Regions from separate parts of the Muntiacus reevesi genome. Here region 1 is linked to region 2. The links are chromatin contacts, called in public Hi-C maps. All regions are on one chromosome and are shown on one strand. The core of a region is the stretch at or near the end of the contact, and the rest is flanking DNA. Distances in the headings are between cores, read along the strand shown. Region 1 holds the start of LOC136151657 (small ribosomal subunit protein eS27-like). Region 2 holds the start of LOC136151666 (large ribosomal subunit protein eL31-like).

Region 1 (3,303 bases), core at 261-2,760, 720 kb before region 2:
AGGGCCTGGCCCTGAGTGAACGGTGACCATCACCTGTGGGGTTGAATTGTATCCGTAGCAGCAGAGACCCCAGGCTGGGCTTCCTACCCCTCCACTACCACCCCCTCGGTTGAGGTCCTTGATAACTGCCCGCTGTGTGGTTTCCTGTCAAGTACATGCTCCACCCTGGGGCTTGGTCTCCCCCCGGGAGATCGTGGCGTGCCTTCTCCAGATCCCCCCTTATCTGAGTCCACAGATTTTCAGCCTGTCTTCAGACTCACAGGGCAGTGTGAAGACTGCCCTTTAACCCCAGACGTCATCCGTGGAATTAAACCGTACCAGAGTCCACGGTGCCCTAGGAATTAGACTTCCTCCACTGTATCTCTGTCTCCTTTGTCTGAATCTTGACCACCAGTACTGACCATGTGGACCACCATTTCCCGGCTCACTTTTTCCACCCCGCCCCACCTGTCGGCCAACACCCACACCATCCCGGAGAAATCGGATGCAGAAGCCCATCTGTGACATTTTAGATCTTCTGTAAGCCGTATTTCAAAACAGAAAGAAGAGGGCTTCCCTGGGGGTAAAGAATCCGCCTGCCAAAGCAGAAGACCCGGGCTCAGCCCCTATCTGGGAAGATTCCCTGCATCTCGGAGCTCCCGAGCCCAAGCACAGCTGTTGAGCCTGTGGGAGCCCAGGATCTGCAACCACTGAGCCCACGTGCGCGAGAGCCCGCGTGTGCGGCGGGAGAAGCCGAGCACCGCGGCCCCACTCACTGCGGCTGGAGGAAGGGCACGCGGCAGCCAAGACCCGCCGCGGCCGAGAGCAAACAGCAAGCAAAATTAAAAAGGAAAAAGAAACCGGCAAAATTAATTTCAATCATGCATTTTGTTTCACACAGTGTGGCCAAAATGTCATCGTTTCAACATGCAATCAATAGTTTTTAAAAATTGTCAGGACCGTATCTGACATTCTTGTTTTCGTACCAAGACTTCACGGTCTAGTCTGCACCCTTCACTGGCAGCGCACCTCGCTCTGGATTACTGTCAACTCACTCGGTGCCTGGCGGCTACAGGTGGCCAGTGACTGCCGCCCTGGACAGCACAGGACAGGCGGCGGGGTAGTCATAGTAACAGTAACTAGTGGAGACGATGTCCTTGTCACTTGCCCAGGACTCTACTGAGCCTCTGAGACTTTTCATGCACTAATAAGCTTAAGCTTCACAGCAATCCCGCAAGCTAGAGACTGTTGTTAACCCCATGTTGCAAACGAGGAAACAGTCTCAGAGATTGAAAGACTGTACTTACCACTCGTCTGCCCTGCGCCCTGACCTATGGAACACTTAGTAAGCACAGGAGTTGCTAAGTCTGAGAAGTCACATATCAAAAATGCACGTAAAGGTTAAAGATGCTATGGATGGGTTCCTCCAGCTAGGTTTCCGTGGAGATCTCATTCTTCTGTCTGCACGCTCCTCTCACGCTGATTTGGGATCACAGAAGGCCCTCATTTGCCCTCCACACTTCCCAGGACAACTCGCAAAGGATCTTCTTCATCCCTCTCCAGAAGAGGAGAAGAGGAAACACAAGAAGAAGCGCCTGGTGCAGAGCCCCAATTCCTATTTCATGGATGTAAAATGCCCAGGATGCTGTAAAATCACTACCATCTTTAGCCATGAACAAACAGTAGTTTTGTGTGTTGGCTGCTCTACTGTCCTCTGCCAACCTACAGGAGGAAAAGCAAGGCTTACAGAAGGATGCTCTTTCAGACGGAAGCAGCACTAAAAACACCCTGTATCAAGATGAACAGGAGACCATCCCAATAAACAAGTTTTGGATACCAAAAAAAAAAAAAAAGAAAAAAGATGCTATGGATGATAGAGCAAAAAAGTTTGGATGAGCAAATCCATGTTTTGAAAGTCATCAGAGAGGACAGTCGTATACTTCCAGAAGCTACCTCCCTGTGCCATGGCCAGAAAAATGGATGAAAAACACGACAAAGCGTAGCTTTTATTATGTTCTCAGGCTTTGAAAGCTTCAGAAAGAATTAGCTGAGAGAAAGTTCATTTTCAACATTTCTGACAGATGATTAAAATCAAGCTGGTTTCCTTTTGGTCCCGTCATGGGGCAAACTCTGCCAGCCTCTGGGGCCACTCTTGTTAGCCGGGCACACAGCGGGGGTTGAGGGCAGCTGCTTTCTCACATGCTGTTTTCAAAGACTTCTCCAGGATGGGTATCTGTGGCTTCCTTCTCCTGTCCTTGAGAACCTAGAGAGATGACTTCCCAGCAATAGGAAGGGGAGACCTGTCCCCTCCCTCAACAGATGGAAGAAAGACCACCTCCCAGCAGTAGTCTTGGGTAATTACACCTTTCTTTGTGCCACAGTTGAGCCTCTGGGAAACATTTACCTCTTTAACCTTCAGACTTCACTATCCTAATTGAAAAGAACCTATGAAATGTATGAGGATTAAGTTCCATTTCAAGGAACAGAAAATCAAGTAGTGATTTACACAAGTTAGAAATCCAATTCTCAACCCAAACAGTCTGTGATCAGCAGGGCTTGAGTTTGTCTTATTCTGTGACTTTATCACCCTCCCCAGATGGTTTCTGTCTCGTGGACCAAAATGGCTGCCCAGATCCAGTCATCTCATCACATTCCAGCTAACAAAAGAGGTGAAAGGGCAGGGAAGGAATAAGCCCTCTCTTAAGGACTCTTCCTAAAAGCTGTATATACAGCTTACATAAATGCCATACTGACCAGAGCCCAACACAAGGCCTTCAAAGCTTCAAGAGAGGATGAGGAATGTGATCTCCGATCTGGTGTGTCTGCAGCAACAGGCGAATGTGCCTCTCAGACTTCTGACTGCAGGGAGTACAATCATTGGAGGTCCCCAGCTGCTGTGTTCCAAAATCCGTCACTGCGTTTGCAGGGAGGTCATCCTTCCCGCAAGCTGCCCCAGCCTGGGTGTATCAGTAATACTAAGGTACCCTTGGTTGTATTCACACAACCTCTCTGACGGGGAACACCAGCTAGAGAACTGTATGAATTACCTCTTCCCACATAACAAATTAAGTCTTCCCTGAAGGCTCGGTGGTAAAGAGTCTGCCTGCAACGCAGGAGATGCAGGAGACCCGAGTTTGATCGCTGGGTCAGGAAAATCTCCTGGAGGAGGGCATGGAAACCCACTCCAGTATTTTTGCCTGGAGTGGACAGAGGAGCCTGGCGGGCTACGGTCCATGAGGTCGCCAAGAGTCAAGACTGAAGGGACTTGGCACGCTTGTAGAAGTCCAAATTGTGTAGTTCACAAGCATGGCCAGGAGGTGGCAG
Region 2 (3,174 bases), core at 59-2,558:
GGATATTCATCGTCTGGATATTCATTCAGCTTCAGCAAGCTGAATGAATTACTGATGCAAGTCACCACATGGATGAAGCTCAAATGCATAATGCAAAGTGAAAGCAGCTTCGATGCAAGAGAACAGTTCCCAAGAACACTGTCACAAGTCTAGAGGGACACTGAGGTCCCCGCAGCAACACGAAAGAGCTGCGTGTACCCCAAATCAACTCGAGATGAGGCCCTATTCCCCTGCATTGGCTCCAGAGCAATAACACATTCCCCATCAAATAAGACAAGTGGCTTGACTTCCTTTAGGCAACTCCAGAGATTCCCCGAGAACACCGTCCCAAGTCTAGAGGAACACCAAGTTCAGCACAGCAACTCGAGAAAAGCTCCTTGTACCCCAAGTCATCTCGAGATGAGAGCAGATTCCCTGATTACGAATCAGGAGGAATGCAAACTTTCCACAAGCACCTCAAGAGGAGGCCTCTCTCAGCTATAGGTATGTGAGAGGGACCTGGAATTAGCTGACTCAAGTGGACAGTATTTGAAATTCTCTACAAAGCGAAACCACAGTGGCAGAAACCAGAGTGCTAGCCAGGGGTCAGGGAAGGCTGGGACCAACAGCCAGGGGACCCGAGGGAGGTTTGGGGAGAGCTGGAAACGCTCAGTGTCGTGGCTGTGGAGGTGGCAACCACATGTCACAGCTCATCACACTTTATACGTAAAACTGGGGGATTTTATTGTTTAGGGAATATGTCTCAACAAAGCTGATAAAAATCATGCGGGAGAAAGAAAGAAAGATGAAAGTAATGAAGGTGTTAAACGACTGGTTCCCAAGCCCCTGGAGGACTTCCCGGGTTGCTGAGGTCAGGTTTTCTTTTTTTTTTTGGCAGTTCATTAACTTTATTGGACCATCAGCAATTAGTTCTCATCCACAATGACTGTCTGTAGATTTTTGAAGGTGGTGACGGGCACGTAGGTAGCCAAAGTGTAGAGCTTGTTTGGAGAGTCTTCGTCTTCATTACATTTTCTGGACAGCCGCACACGGATCCGGTGTGGGACATTCCTGACTCCTTTTGCCCAGACGGCTTTCTTGAGCCTGGTGTCGATGCGCACGTCCGGAGTTCCCATCTCCTTCATGGCAAACTTCCGGATTTCTTTGAGTGCCCTAGGGGCACGCTTCTTGAGACCCACTCCATGGAAGCGCGTGTGAATGTTGATGGTGTATTCTCCTGTCACCACCTCGTTGGTGGCGGACCGGCCCTTCTTCTTGCCGCCCTTCTTTGCGGAAGCCATCCTGCAGGGCCGTGGTTGGAAAGGAGGTTTTCTTTACTGCCCTCGAACTGCACACATTTCCCTCCCCTCACCACCACCCCCAACCACCAGTGCTCCGATCAGAGCTGCCCTCCCATTCTCCCCAACACCTCTTCTTCCGCTGGGCAGGAGCCAGGCTGTCTGGGTCCAAGGGAGCCAAGGGGAGCCCTTCCCCACGGAGTCCTTCCCTAACTCCCCCTGTCAAGCTGTTCCTCTGAGCTGGCCCTTCACTCCCACGGCCATATTGCAGACCTTGGGCGAGATTTATCACGTGTGTTTGAGTGAAGGTGTTCAGGCTAGAGAACAGAGGAATAGACCACTAGGGAAGATGCAGAATGAGAGAGAAAGGCAATTATTTTAAGGAATTGACTCCCACAGGGTTTTGGAACTGGCAGATCTGAAAATCGCGGGGCAGGCTGGGAATGCAGCAGTCTTGAGTCCGCAGGCTGGAAACACAGGCAGAATTTGTCTGCTGCCTGCTTTATTCAAAATCTACTGATTTAAATGTAAATCACATCTTTAAAAGAAAACCTTTTTACACAACACCTCAACTGATGTCTGACCAATCAATTGGATATCATAGCCCAGCCAAGTTGACACATAAAACTAACCATCACAAATGGGTACCCACATCTTCAATAGCCTCTTTCCGGCCACTTAAAGGCATTAAAAGTCTGGGTTTGGGCTCTAGCTCTGTTTGCTAGCTGTGTTACCTTGGGAAAGTTTCTTGTCTCTCTGGGCCTCTATTTCCCCCAATATAAGCCAGGAGCAGCAGTAGGATTGTTAGCATAAGGATTAAATGAGTTAATCAGTACCTTCAAAGAACCTAGATGAGTACTCAGCACAAATAACCTAATTATGCCTGGCATTATTCTAAACTTCAGAAATAATAGCTAATTTTCCAGGAAAGTTTCTATTCATCTTAAAATTACATTTATTGGTTAAGAAACTCCTTGATCACAGCCAATGAATGACTTGAATCAAGGAAGGTGAAGGGAAAGCAAAAGTTTGCAGTAAATAAATGAAGTATTATGAATATTAAGATCTCCAGAGATTTAGGAAGGATTGAATGGAAGGATTAAAGTGAATTTTTCTAGCACAGAAAAAGTGCTCAATAAATGAAATTATTCTACTCTAGAGACCATAATGGTCATAATACCTCATTTATTTGGTGTCAAATCCTTATACTTTGCTTTCCAAATGAGAGAAGCGGGCAGAGGCATCAGCAGCTCCTCCTCCAGGGACTTCCCTGGTGGTCCAGTGGTGAGGACTCCACGTCCACTGCCAGGCTCGCAGGTTCAGTCCTTGGTCGAGGAACTAAGATCCCACACGGCTCGTGGTGTGGCCGAAAAGAAAAATTACCCCCTCTTCCAAACTCTCTAAGGATATGCATTCATCCACGCTTCCCCAAAACTATTTGTTTCCGCTTAAGACCTTCATAACCCACGGCCATCCGGCTTCAGCAAGCAGCACTCAGGTCAGCCATGACCTCTGCTTCGCCAAACCCAAAGGGCACCTTGGCAACTCAGTTGGTGAATAATCTGCCTGTAGTGCAGGAGACCCTGGTTCGATTCCTGAGTTGGGAAGATCCCCTGGAGAAGGAAATGGCAACCCACTCCCGTATTCTTGCCTGGCAAATCCCATGGACAGAGGAGCCTGGGGGGCTACAACCCTTGGGGTCAGAAGAGTCAGATACGACTTAGCAACTAAACCCCCGAAGGACACTTTACAGCTTTGAATTACTCGGTGTTTGTTCTGTGTTTGACTCTATGAAACCCACTGCAATGGTCTGAACTGTGTCCCCCCAAATTCATATGCTGAAGTGCTAACCCTTAGTGCTTCAGATCGTGATGGTTATTTACTTGGAGACAAAAGC

Evidence for each region. A called contact is a pair of places that touch in the nucleus more often than the background predicts.
Region 1: a contact with region 2 is called in a Hi-C map of muscle, with 14 times the contacts expected there. The contact joins the promoter of LOC136151657 here to the promoter of LOC136151666 in region 2. A contact is called at or near these places in 2 of 3 Hi-C or Micro-C datasets (blood and muscle).

The regions. Positions count from the first base shown.
Region 1 is chr20:48,675,956-48,679,258 of mMunRee1.1, reverse strand. It overlaps LOC136151657 (small ribosomal subunit protein eS27-like), which reads left to right and starts at 1,510. Exons shown (of 1, transcript XM_065912959.1): 1 at 1,510-1,833. The coding sequence starts at 1,602. The coding sequence ends at 1,760.
Region 2 is chr20:47,951,766-47,954,939 of mMunRee1.1, reverse strand. It overlaps LOC136151666 (large ribosomal subunit protein eL31-like), which reads right to left and starts at 1,308. Exons shown (of 1, transcript XM_065912974.1): 1 at 725-1,308. The coding sequence starts at 1,280. The coding sequence ends at 906.